Regions from separate parts of the Mus musculus genome. Here all the other regions are linked to region 2. The links are chromatin contacts, called in public HiCAR-type and promoter capture Hi-C maps. All regions are on one chromosome and are shown on one strand. The core of a region is the stretch at or near the end of the contact, and the rest is flanking DNA. Distances in the headings are between cores, read along the strand shown.

The links. Promoter capture Hi-C pulls out the DNA fragments that hold promoters and counts their contacts. HiCAR-type assays count read pairs that join an accessible place to other places.
Region 1: a contact with region 2 is called in a HiCAR-type map of astrocytes, with 4 times the contacts expected there. The contact joins the promoter of Lca5 here to the promoter of D430036J16Rik in region 2.
Region 3: a contact with region 2 is called in a promoter capture Hi-C map of second pharyngeal arch cranial neural crest. The contact joins the enhancer-like site here to the promoter of D430036J16Rik in region 2. A contact is called at or near these places in 7 of 39 promoter capture datasets (the 3T3-L1 cell line, cranial neural crest, embryonic stem cells and 4 more), 1 of 484 Hi-C or Micro-C datasets (CD8 T cells), 5 of 115 datasets of contacts at active chromatin or transcription factors (craniofacial prominence, embryonic fibroblasts, embryonic stem cells and 1 more) and 3 of 9 other capture datasets (adipose tissue, liver and pancreatic islet).
Region 4: a promoter capture Hi-C map of frontonasal cranial neural crest shows a contact between it and region 2, with 4 times the contacts expected there. The contact joins the enhancer-like site here to the promoter of D430036J16Rik in region 2. A contact is called at or near these places in 5 of 39 promoter capture datasets (cranial neural crest, frontonasal cranial neural crest, liver and 2 more), 1 of 115 datasets of contacts at active chromatin or transcription factors (astrocytes) and 2 of 9 other capture datasets (adipose tissue and liver).

What each region holds. Positions count from the first base shown.
Region 1 is chr9:83,439,417-83,442,418 of GRCm38.p6, reverse strand. It overlaps Lca5 (Leber congenital amaurosis 5 (human)), which reads left to right and starts at 1,320. Exons shown (of 8, transcript NM_027448.2): 1 at 1,320-1,510. All of the region lies in intron 1 of Gm2087 (predicted gene 2087), which reads right to left.
Region 2 is chr9:81,630,374-81,633,319 of GRCm38.p6, reverse strand. It overlaps D430036J16Rik (RIKEN cDNA D430036J16 gene), which reads right to left and starts at 1,390. Exons shown (of 3, transcript NR_040395.1): 1 at 1,041-1,390. It overlaps Htr1b (5-hydroxytryptamine (serotonin) receptor 1B), which reads left to right. Exons shown (of 2, transcript NM_010482.2): 2 at 449-2,946. The coding sequence starts at 768. The coding sequence ends at 1,928.
Region 3 is chr9:80,350,255-80,353,538 of GRCm38.p6, reverse strand. All of the region lies in intron 12 of Impg1 (interphotoreceptor matrix proteoglycan 1), which reads left to right. Among named protein-coding and RNA genes, the nearest start is that of Gm27227, 86 kb to the right of the region's middle. Within about 2 kb of position 1,813, at least 35 of the 459 cell types and tissues checked have an H3K27ac peak or open chromatin away from gene starts, as enhancers often do. A contact at or near this core is called in second pharyngeal arch cranial neural crest, where this site is marked.
Region 4 is chr9:82,708,895-82,712,101 of GRCm38.p6, reverse strand. No RefSeq gene overlaps it. Among named protein-coding and RNA genes, the nearest start is that of Irak1bp1, 120 kb to the left of the region's middle. Within about 2 kb of position 1,726, at least 12 of the 459 cell types and tissues checked have an H3K27ac peak or open chromatin away from gene starts, as enhancers often do.

The DNA.
Region 1 (3,002 bases), core at 71-2,570, 1.8 Mb before region 2:
GGATTCATCCCCAAACACAATCTTTACAAACGGCAGTTAAATATTTAATGCAGTTAAATAGTTTCAATTAGTAAAAATATTAAAATGTGGTTTGGTAGCTTCAGTTCTTTTTTCCTGGAAAGCTGTAACCTGTGTAGTACACAGTGAAGTGAAATGGTATAATCAGAAAACTGAAGTCCTAATAAAAATGGCAGATCAAAGTCATGCCATGTAGAAAGGTGAAGTTATCATCACACTTGGGACAAATCTTTAAAACATCAATTTGGTAAAACTGGCTTTGAGGAACTATAAATTATTTTGGTTATTTTTTTTCAAGGTCAAATAAAGTAATTGTTATCTCTGATAGAGTAACACTGTGTGGTGTAATAAGGACACTGAAAATGTTATACACAATTAGGTATTTTGTTTGGGAGATTTCTAAAATTTTAGATACTTTTTTGACTTGCCAGTAATGCTATTACCCTGTTAGAGAAATGCTCTAAAGATGCTAGATTTGGAAGTTAATAGCCATGTGGTTCTATCCTGATCTCACCGCTTACTACCCCCTGAATCTATTTTCTGGAGTATAAATGACAGCAGGCTTCAATCGGGAACTGAACAGTCTTATTAAACGGTCTGGATGAGAAGCTCAGAGAGCGTCAGAGCCCCCGTGGAAAAGATTTTCTTTATAGCTTCTTTACCTACTGCAATTAATACTGCTTAGTGTGCACTGTCAAGTTTAAAAGAAAAATTAGCCATCTAGCTGCCCTTAGCCCACTGTCATGCACTTCAGAATATTTCCTTTAAAAACAATTCTTTGAAAACATAACGAGAACAAACGTGTTCTCATTATCCTTTAGCCCCAGATTTCCTTCAGAACTTAAAAATCATGCGCAAGCCATATTCAAGATGTGTTATCTCAAGAAAGTCCAGAACCCAGGCAGCAGTATCATGAAAATATCAAGTCCACACCCTCCTACACATCAATTTCAGCGGAACCAGAAAAGTACATTGATTTCTTTATAACGAAATCCAAAATATTCAGAAAAAAATAGGGCCGGTTTCCAAGGGTTTTGTCCACAGACCCTTTCTGGAGCCGGCGTCCCTCTATGAGAAGGGTTGGCATTCTTTCGGTCTGTCCTGGGTGCTGGGCTCCGTGCAACTGTCCTCGCGGGTCGCGGTTCCCCGCCTCACCGGCCCACCAATGGTTGATGCCTCTCTCCTCGCCATCCCGCCTTCCGATGCCACAATAACCAATAGAAATGAACGTATGGAGTCCAGTAACCAATGGGAACTGGGGGAGGCGGAGGCCGGTCCTCCCGCGGTGCAAGCTGGGCTTCTGCTCCGTTGCCCAGGAGCCGAAGCCGCCGAGCCGCCGCCCGCAGCCGTGGTCCCTACAGTGAGTGAGTTCAAACTCCCCGCAACCGCAGTCTGCAGCGTCCGGGTACTCTAGGTCTCGGACCGTAGCTGTCGGTCGGACTCGGGGATCGGCCGATGATCCAGGCAGGAGCAGGAGGTGCCAGCTTGGAGGGTGAGGGGCGGGCCTCGGATGAGAGAGGAGGTCTGCGGCCGGGGGGGGGGGGGGGGGGGGATGGACGTGATGGGGCGGGGCGAGGCGGGGCTGATCGGCGGATGCTTTGGAGAGAAGGAAGAGAAAGTTGAGAGACTGGGATTTGTTAGCCCCCTAAAGCAGAAGGAAAGCATGTGCAGACGGATCCAAAGAAGAACGAAGTTACCAGAAAGAAACCCCTGGAGACTGGTGTAGATCGGGATGGGAAAGGAGGGCGCGCGGAGCCTTTCAGAGACTCTGGAACAGTCTAGGATATTATTGTTAACACTGTCGTTAAAGGGGAGAGACACTTTGGTCCAGGCTGTGGATTATTTTTATACATCATTGAGGGATGGAATGGAACGAATGAAAGTAGTTAGCAAAACCTACCTGTTGGCAGAACTGAGTTGGGGTGGATGCACATGCCTTTTGTTTCGCGCTAGCTGAATAAGGGAACAGTGTTTCCCTGTGTGACCAGTTCACCTGAATGTAAATTCTTAGTCACTTCATGGGCTTGATACGTAATGGTATCTTTTGGTTGGTAACAAGTTGCTAGGGGCTGTATTTTTCCTCCAGAGAAGTGCAGTGAATGGTAGACACATTGTGAGGATTAATTTTACGGAGGTATTTGTACCTATATTTGGGTAAGTGGGGTGGGGGCGGGGTGTGGAGGAAGGTTTTATGAAAGTAAATTTTCTTTTAGGATTGATTAATTGTGTGTGTGTGTGTGTGTGTGTGTGTGTGCGCGTGTTTCCTGTCCTGGACCAGCTCCTGCCTGCACATCTCAATCCCGAAGTTTGAGGGTCTTAACTCTTGGCCCAAGCAGAGTAGGCTTGACCACATACACATGGATGCTCAACCGTGCGTTCAGGATTAGATAGATGTCTTTGGGATCAACAGTCATAACTTAGGGCTTGAGAGCTGATTCAACCGTTAAGAGTACTAACTACTCTCCCACAGGCCCTAGGTTTGATTCCCAGCAGCCACATGGCAGCCCACAACTGTCTGTAACTCCAGTTCCAGGGAATCCTACGCTGTCTTCTGGCCCTTCTAGGTACCAGGAACTGTATCCATGGCACACAGACAGGCGTTCAACAAAACACTCACATAACTAACTTACTAACTAAACAAGCACACAAATAATCAAATATAAGTAAGTAAATTTAAAAAGTCATTTAAATGGTGAGGGATCGGGTGAGAGAGCTACAGGCATCCAGGAAAAGGGTAAATGGAGGTTTCATTTTTCTCATTCTCATTAATCTGTATTCTTTCTAGTCTCTCTCCACACTCCAATTTTCTATTAGTATTTACAGTATTTCACCCTGTGATCGGTTGTGCATTGGTTAGTATGTTTATTCAAATGTGTGGCAGGAAAGACGAGTTCTCTTAGTTCTTTAAATTGATGGACCGTCATTCAGACGTCAAAAGCAGTTGATGCCTCTGGAAAATAAATATTTCCAAAACTGTATCTCTT
Region 2 (2,946 bases), core at 141-2,640:
CTGGAACCCTGGAGGTGGTGACAGCTGCAGGGCGGCTCGAACTGCCGCAGCTCGGGCCCCAGAGTCTCCCCTCTGGTGGCCGGGTCTCCACGGGGCAGCTCGCTGGTGTGGCCAGCGTGTGAAAAGGGAGGGAGTGCGGCGCCCAGGCTGCTGGCGCCGCGCGGCTGGCTCGCAGACTTCACAATCCCCAAGTCAGGCGGCGGCCAAAGAAAGTGGCGGAGCTCCGGGCTTGTAGGGGGCATGGGGTGGGGATGCAAGCCCAGGACTCTGCACTGGCCTGCAAGCTTCGGTCTGCACAGCCAGCAAACTCCTTCGGGCGGAGTCTGCAGATTCCGGAGCGCCCGGGTTAGGAGAAGCTGAGACCTGAGCAATTGGGGTAAGAGGTCCCACTAGACCCCGAGACCCCTCTACAAGCGATACTTAGTCCTTCTCCACTGTTTGCCTCCAGGGAACCTGAGAGAAGCTGGACTGGGTGGGCCAGTGCTTTATTCACCCGGGCGAAGACGGGGAGTGGAGAGGAGCTAGCAGACGCGGCAGCAGCGCCTGGCGCACTGGAAGTGCAGGGGACGCGCCCGCAGGCTTGGTGGCCGCGCCTGTGACCTCTCCTTTGGGCTGAGAACACAGGCGGAGGAGTTACTGAGGAGCCCACGGAACTGGCTAGCCAAAGGAGACAAGCCTATAGTCTCCATGATCCTCCCGTCCTCTGTTCTTTCCCTGGTCCGCTCCATGTTCAAGAGCTGCGCTCCGCAGCCAGGACGAGGAGAGCTATGGAGGAGCAGGGTATTCAGTGCGCCCCGCCGCCTCCCGCCGCCTCCCAGACAGGGGTACCTCTCACCAACCTCTCCCACAACTGCAGCGCCGACGGCTACATTTACCAGGACTCCATCGCCCTGCCCTGGAAAGTCCTGCTGGTTGCTTTGTTGGCGCTCATCACCTTGGCCACCACGCTCTCCAACGCCTTTGTAATCGCTACGGTGTATCGGACCCGGAAGCTACACACCCCGGCTAACTACCTGATCGCCTCTCTGGCAGTCACTGACCTGCTCGTGTCCATCCTGGTGATGCCCATCAGCACCATGTACACGGTCACTGGACGCTGGACACTAGGCCAGGTGGTCTGCGACTTCTGGCTGTCGTCGGATATCACCTGTTGCACTGCTTCCATCATGCATCTCTGTGTCATCGCCCTGGACCGCTACTGGGCCATCACCGATGCGGTGGAGTATTCTGCTAAAAGGACTCCCAAAAGGGCGGCCATCATGATCGTGCTGGTGTGGGTCTTCTCCATCTCTATTTCGTTGCCACCCTTCTTCTGGCGTCAAGCCAAAGCAGAGGAGGAGATGCTGGACTGCTTTGTGAACACCGACCACGTCCTCTACACGGTCTACTCCACGGTGGGCGCTTTCTATTTACCCACCCTGCTCCTCATCGCCCTCTATGGCCGCATCTATGTGGAAGCCCGCTCTCGGATTTTGAAACAGACACCCAACAAGACCGGCAAGCGCTTGACCCGAGCCCAGTTGATAACAGACTCCCCGGGATCCACATCCTCGGTCACCTCCATTAACTCCCGGGCTCCGGACGTGCCCAGTGAGTCCGGGTCTCCTGTGTACGTGAACCAAGTCAAAGTGCGAGTCTCAGACGCCCTGCTGGAAAAGAAGAAACTCATGGCCGCTAGGGAGCGCAAAGCCACCAAGACCCTAGGGATCATTTTAGGAGCATTTATTGTGTGTTGGCTGCCCTTCTTCATCATCTCCCTGGTGATGCCTATCTGTAAGGATGCCTGCTGGTTTCACATGGCCATTTTTGACTTCTTCAATTGGTTAGGCTATCTTAACTCCCTCATCAACCCCATCATCTACACCATGTCCAATGAGGACTTCAAACAAGCGTTCCACAAACTGATACGCTTTAAGTGCGCAGGTTGACTTGTCAATGGCAGTGGGGTCGCCTAAGCGACCTTTGGGGACCAAGTTGGGTCTTTTCACAGGTAGGTCAAATCTTCTTTCCCTGTTACTGGGTGGAAGCAAGGCTCTCTCTTCTGGGCAAGGGCAATGGATCCTCAGAGGCCCCGGCAGAAGCCTAGCTTCTCTGAGAGAGCACTCTGGAATGTGAACAACGCAAACTACTGTAAAGCTTCCATACCCGAGGAACTTAGCTTCCTCCACTCAAAGTCCGGGCTCAGCACAGATCCTCCAGCAGCCATTCACACAAAAGGTTGCAACTTTTTAACATTGGTGATGGATGGGTATCCCTGCCCCGTTTTGTATCATGGATGTTGTTGCCCTCTAAGCCAGTAGCACTTGTAGATGTTGTCTGAGGCCTGAGACACCTCTACATACAGCCTGGCAGTACTTGAACTTGACAATTAATACTCTATGCTCTGGGGAGAACTCTGTGTTACAGCTTAAGTTTTAAACACTTTGGCATCCTTCAGTCTTCATTTATTTATTTAAATTTGGTCGGAGAAACTTGTGGATTTGGTGCTTCAAACACTGAATGTGGCTTGGACGGCACAGAGCAACCTTGAAGAGTTAACAGCAAAATTCTGATGCTAAGATCTCTATTTTTATTACAATCAAAAATTATATGGGGGTGGTGGGTGGGCATGGGAGAAGGGGAGTGATACTCAGAATCAACACCTAAGATTGTTTGTTTTCTGCAGATTTCTAATTTTTTTAATTCCTGTTTAGTGATCGTCAATCCACAGCTCTTAACAACTCAAAACATGATGTGTGCTAGTGCCAAAGTCTGCAGGCTGCTTTGTTTTCTAATCTCACGTACCTGTCATTTCACACACTTAAATCCCCACGGAAAGAGGATAGGCTGGGTTGCTCAGCCCAACCTGCAGCTGTCAGAGTTCAAGTGGATTAGAGTTGTATACTGTTCCTTAACAAGAAAGTAGCTTTTTTCATTATCCAGTTCCATGCTGCGCAGAGGAGACTG
Region 3 (3,284 bases), core at 564-3,063, 1.3 Mb after region 2:
ATGGAGGAATTCAAATATGAAGTAAAATGCCCCTACTCAGAAATGTTAAATGCTAGGTATCATTCCACGTCGTGCCCAATCCACAGATAGGACATTGAACATTTAAACTGAGGCAAGCCGGGAGGCTAAAATAGAAGGTCTGCCTTCAGTTCAAACGCCACAACTCCTTCAGTGGGTGCAGGCTGAAACCATTCATGGTTTGCCCAAACCATGTATGAAGGAACAAATTAGTGATAACAACTGAGATGACTCTCCTGAAGTACGGTGAGTGAGAAAACCCAACTCCCACATTTCAAATACTGAAAACTGAGCTAATTGAAGCCTTAAAGAAACCTCAGAAGAGGCAAGGTGCGTCTCTGCCCTGTTCAGTATTGAAGACAGGAGCTGCCTGCTGTATTACTTTGGCCAAGACCAAGCTCAAATTCGAATTCTCTGCCTCTCCCTGTGTCTTCTATCTAACGGTTGTCTGTGGCTACTAGATTATCTGCAGTCCGTCACACATGTGTGATGTCCTTGCTGCCTGTGTTGGGGCTGTGAGTGTGCCCACCTGTAACAACAGGCTTTGTTCTGTGTTCTTTGAACAGCACAGAAAGTGTGATACAGTAAAGGTTTGAAGATCATTTTTAGAGATCTTTAACGGGGTTTTTCAAGGGAAGGAGTTACTTTACTGAACCTAGAATAGGACTCAAAACTACACACACACACACACACACACACACACACACACACACCATAAGCCTGTGCCCATATGTTGTTTTCAACCACAACACATACAAACACTATTCTGTTGAGTGAGGGAGCACATGAAAAAGTATGCAACATATGTATGTAACAATTATATACTTAGCTGAAGTTGCAAACTCTGATTGCATGAGAAATCCAAGAAGCAATAAAGTTAGTTACATTGTTCTCTTAAAGGCACGTTAAACTTATACAAGCTAAGTACACAGGACTGCGGGTTAACCTCACGCATATTATTAGCTTAGCTGTGAGGTCAGGCAAGAATACTCTTCCTTTGGGGTCAAAAGATACTTTTCAGAAAAATGTTATCACCACACGGAATTTTTCCATTTATGTAGATTGTTTAAATGAAAAAAAATGCATAAATGGAAAAAAAATTAGTTGCTGGAGTTTCTGCGTTCAAGAAGCTTGACCTTGAAGCCTATGTGGAATTCTGTCCTCTCAGAGTAGACACGCTAAACCTGTGAGCCAACTTCTTCTCCGCGGGGACAGAGCTGTTCCACAGAGCAACTCTTCCTCTGCCTTTTCCTCCCGATGGTTTTGGCTAGGAGCTGTTGTGCCCCGCAGCTGCCACAGCTTCACACAGAGGCAATTAGTATTTGTGCCTTGTGGTTTCAACAGGCACCCCGCAGGCAGCCACTTCAGCCTCAGGAGAGTCCTGCTTAGCAGGCAGAAAGGCAGGCCTTTTGAGTCTGGCTTCCAGGGAGTCAAAAGACAGGTCAAAACAAATAATTACTCTTTTTTCTTCAGTATGTCCATTCTGCTTGCTAAGTCCTGGTACTGAGGATCGGAGCTGCTGTTTCCCAGGCTACCGCTGAGCCTCAGAGCCCAGGGAAACAGAAAAAGTAAAAACTGCCTCGCGGTTCACTGGGAGCGCTGAGATCCGGCCAGGTTTTCGTAATTAAGCAGCCCTGTGATTGCTAAGCGTTACTAGACAATTTTCCAGCGTTTTGAGAAAAATTCGTTCTGACAGCCCACCAGTCTTGTGTCACTGTCCTGAAGAAGCAGACCGATGGGGGTTCTTGATCCGTGGCTCTCCCTGATACCACTCCTCTGTTCGTTTCTAGAACCGCATTTGAAATCTCCATCCACCTCCACACCAAAAGAGCGATCTCTGAAGTTAAGCCATAGGGACGTGTGATATCTCACGCCTACTTTCTGTGAGGTCCCTTACCTTAAAATGTTGCCTTTGAACTCAAGCTATCTTCTTGGCACTCACTCTTCCTCGCATTTTTAAAAAGAAATTATTTAACATTTGTTGACTTTCTATTAGTGGAGATAATGGTTTCAGTTTCTTTCAGTGTGATCCCTTCCGCCTCCCCTAGCAACCTTTCGGTAAATAATACAACTATCATTAAATCCATCGTTAGCATTCAGATTATATCCACGAGTGTACTGTTTGCTCTTTACTTCCTGATTTCCATGACTTTGAAGCATGGTCTCCTCAGGTTAGCCTTCTATGTATTTACTGCTAGTTCCCCTGAGTATCTCACTACAATTTCCAGTGTAGCATCAGTAGACACCTGGTGATGCCTTGAAACCTCAGTTTCAAGTTTCAGAGACTCTTTCCCTTCTGAGGAAACACTACTCTCTCGGCCTTGTGCAGTGCTCTCACCGGAACTTCTTCAGACTTTCCCAGGTCTTTCCCCCAGCGAGTTCTCTGATCCCTCTGCCCCAGGTTTCCCTCTTGTGCCTTGGAATACATTCTCCAGCGATGTTTGCCATTATAAATAAGAGGGAAAGGCAGACATTTTTTTCACTTGCCAGTTATCCACGAAAGAAGGTGTAAAATTATTTTGTAAAAAGTCGTCACACTGTCATAGGACTTAATGACATCTGTGCTTCCTGTAGTACTAGAGAAAACTAATCCTTTTTTTTTTCTTTTTAAGCTTGTGGTTCATTTTATTGGTGATTAGAAGAGAAACCATGGGGTAGCAGGCAGCTGAAGGAGAGTTTTCTTCAGAGTAATAATTTTTAGAGTGTCGGCGTGATCATGCTTAGAATTTTAGCCTGTTTCCAAAGAACAGACAGAAAGGGAGAAAAGGAAAAAAAAATTACACTTTTTTCAGTTAGAATTCAGAAAAGCAGGCAGGCTCAGCAGTGAACATCTGCGAGCCACTGCCCACATTCAGTCCTGAGTCTCCTTAGATGTACCCTCTCCACTTTCCAAAAGCTGTCCCTGGTGGTTTTCTTTGCTTGTTTGTTTTGTTTTGTTTTGTTTTGTTTTGTTTTGTTTTGTTTTGTTTTAGTAACCATTTCTCCCACTTCCTTGGATTGCTTCCTTATTTTAACTGAACAATCCTAAGAAAGACTGTCTAGGAGAATTCCCTCTTCAGCTACCATGACCATTGGCAGGTACTGGACCATTCAATGGGGTCTCACTGCCCCCAAGCCAGGGGTCCCCTGAACATGATGCTCTTCCTCCTACACCCTTCTCCTTTGTATTTGCTGTGCAACTGATTCCTTTGCCTCCTCTCCCACTGGGTTTATTTCCAGAGCACTTACCCTCCACCTGCCATTTTGAATCTTCTGGTGTGTTACTT
Region 4 (3,207 bases), core at 477-2,976, 1.1 Mb before region 2:
CACTAATTTTTTTGGGGGGAGGGGGGAAATAAATTTCTATAGTAGAGCTCAATGATGTCTTTGAGGTCAGTCTTTGGTGGCAAAGACCAGCTTTCATAAACTAAAATACAATTAACATAGCTTGCACTGAAATGATTTTTTTCCATAGTAAAATGATTTTGAAAGCAAATATATATTTTTAGACATATGAATGAATATTTGTTTATAGAGTTATTCTAAGGTTGTTCACTCCAAGTGGCGAAACACTTTTGATTTCAACTCAAATTTTCACAGCAGAAATTCTGGGAAAAGAACGAAGGCAATCCCATCTAGCCCAGCAGGATAAAGGGAGAGCTGCCCCAGCCTAGTGGTCCAGCGGGATAATGGGCTAACGGGATAATGGGAGAGCTGCTTGGCCTTAAGTTAAGATGAGAAATCCGGAGCTCCTGCTGGCAGTGTGAGAACAAGAGTGTCTGCTTTCAAAAGCCCGAGAGCAAAGTTACCAAAGCATTGCTTCCTGCACACTTATGAACTTGTGCATCATGGCATGATCCTTCACTCAGATTTTCCACAGTCATAGAAAAGAATTCCTCTTTGATCTACATTTTCTAGTCTACCCATCACACTGCCCCCAGCCCCAGCGATTATATTTGGCTGGAGTATAATTACCAATTGCTAATTTTTGAGTAAGACATCAAGAAAATGATGAAACAGCTTACAGGTAGAGAGCAGCTATTTCCTCCCGTGCCAGCTTCTGGCTCGTGGAATGGCGTTATGAGGTTGAGTCCTGCCTCAGGCAGCAGAGAACATGGAGATTGATTAGCAAGGTCTTCAAAGGAGTTAGGAGGGGTAGGGATTGTGGTGTACAGATCTTGTAATTGTTCTCCCTAGGCTAATTACTGAAAGAAGAAGGATTCAACACCCATGAAGTGTCAACCAAGCATCAGAAGTAAGAATGCATTTGTCAGGGAGACAGGCAGTGCATTAGTCTGCCTGTGATCTGCACTGTAGGGTAAATCCTGCTGCTAACAGACTTACCTTGTCAAATCATATCTTGATCTAAAGATTCGAGGTTCCACAAAAGGCATCCAACCACTGGCTTCTATTAGAACCTGAGGATTCCGGAATTAAAGGTCTTGCTATCTTCAAGCAGTATTATCTAAAGCCAAACCTAATTAACAATTTGAAAAGAATTCTATTCTTAGGTTAGAAATTTCTGAAGGTAAATGTGTGGTTTTTTTTTTTTTTTTTCCTTTATGGTTCACACATACTGATGTTTCCTTCCTTCCAACCGCTTGCCTGAGGGGCAGTCTCCATCTTAGGTAGGGCTCGTTAGCTCAGAACTTGCAGGAAATGTCAGCATAGTTGAAGGACTTCTGACCATCTTGCCTGGAGTTTGCAGGTCTGTTCATAGCCCCTGAGCTAACAGAGAAGAACGTGCCTGTGTTCCCCTCGTCTCTGCGCCACACTGTTTTCTGTTCTCTCAGTCCTCACCTCTGTCAGAGACCTTCTGTCTTGACCCCACTCTGGCATATCACACCCGTGGTCTCCAAGGAACTGTTTCCTGCTCAGTAATTTCTGCATCTCTTTCCGCACCTGTCTCTTAAAAACGTCCTCTCTATGGCATGATTCGTCTCTCCTCTATATACGATTACTTGCTAATTATAGAGAAGGTTTCAGTCAGTCAGCTGTTGGTTCCTTTTCTTTGGTCCGTCCCAAACTGCACGTTAGGTTTTGAACTTGTTCATAGGATGCAAATAGAGGTGGCTGTTCTTTCCTACCAGATGTGCTGGGCAGACCTGAGAGCACAATCACCTTCCTAAGCAAATTTTTATGAAGAAAACGCTCAGAATCTTAGACTCGCTTCCTGCCTCCACCTTAATTAGACCGTGAAACTGTGCCAGGCCCAGCCTTTTCAGTTTCTCTTTCTTCAGTGTTCTGAGTGTCCTGGCTCTAAGACTCTGGGAATCCTAGGGGGGACATAAAACTCTGGCTTGATCTTGTTTTGAAAGGCAAAAACTGTATTCCGTCTCAGTGACTGGGGACTTCAGAATTTGCACATTCAAATAAAGCTGAGGATGGATGGGCTACCACATCCCAACCAGAGAGCCTTTCGCCCTGATTTCTCCAGCCTGTGTGTCAAGCAGTCAGCAGGATCAGCCTCATAGAAATGAAGGGCAGTGCAGTTTGGAAATGGCTTCCTTTTAAATATCTCTTTCTTCCATATTCACTGCGGTGCAGTGCTAAAGACAAAACAAAAACAAACAGCAAAAACATTGGAAATTTCCTCTTTGTTAACCAGTCCTCAGAGGACGTGAGTCTACAGTCAGCTAGGGGAGGAATGCTTTCTTAGAGGGAACCAGTGTTGTATGTACTAAGGTCCAGGTCTCTTTGTCTTTGCCCCTTCAAGTTTTGCTCCCTTCATTATTCTCCCTCTCCCTCCCCCTCCCCCTCCATCTTCTCCCACCCCTCCCCCCATCTCTGCTATTGTGAAGCCTTGAACTCTCAGTCCCCTCTTAAACATCTATTTCAGAGACCACAGGAATGGAAAGGCCCTATTGGTTTCCAGTGTGTAGCAATTCCTTCTACTGTAACTACAGTTCATTGAATGTCTGCTTTCTGGGAATTTCCTCTTTATTCAGCTTGCTTGCTGCTGAAATAGCCTTTTCTTTTCTTTATATAGCTGGCCTTTTTTTTTTTTTTTTTTTTTTACTGTTTTAAATATGGTTCTTAATTAATGTTGTTTTACTGTACTGTTGGGATGGCTTATACAGCCCTTGTGATGATGAGGTCTGCACTTAAATTGCTCCCTTTCTCCTCAGCTTGTCTGTCATAATTAAGAATGATGTCATTTCTTCAGTGATGTGATATTCCTTGTTAATATCACAATTATTTACATATTTACATACCATTACATACTATTTACACATTACATAGCTTATACATATTAATATAACTTACATATTATTCTTTATATATACCTATATTTTATCTTTACAAAACAAGCTAGGATGATCTAATGTGCTAATAATATTTTTATCTTACACTTGAACATTAATTTTACATTAGGTATCAGCTGTATTTTCTGTCATCCCATATTCACTTATTAAAAAATAACAGGACTTTGTCTTTACTTTCTTTCTTTCCATATATTTGTATTCCCTAGCTTTCCCCCTTTGTATGTTATAAGTAAAATATTTAATTTATTCTTCTTGTTTAATAGGATGC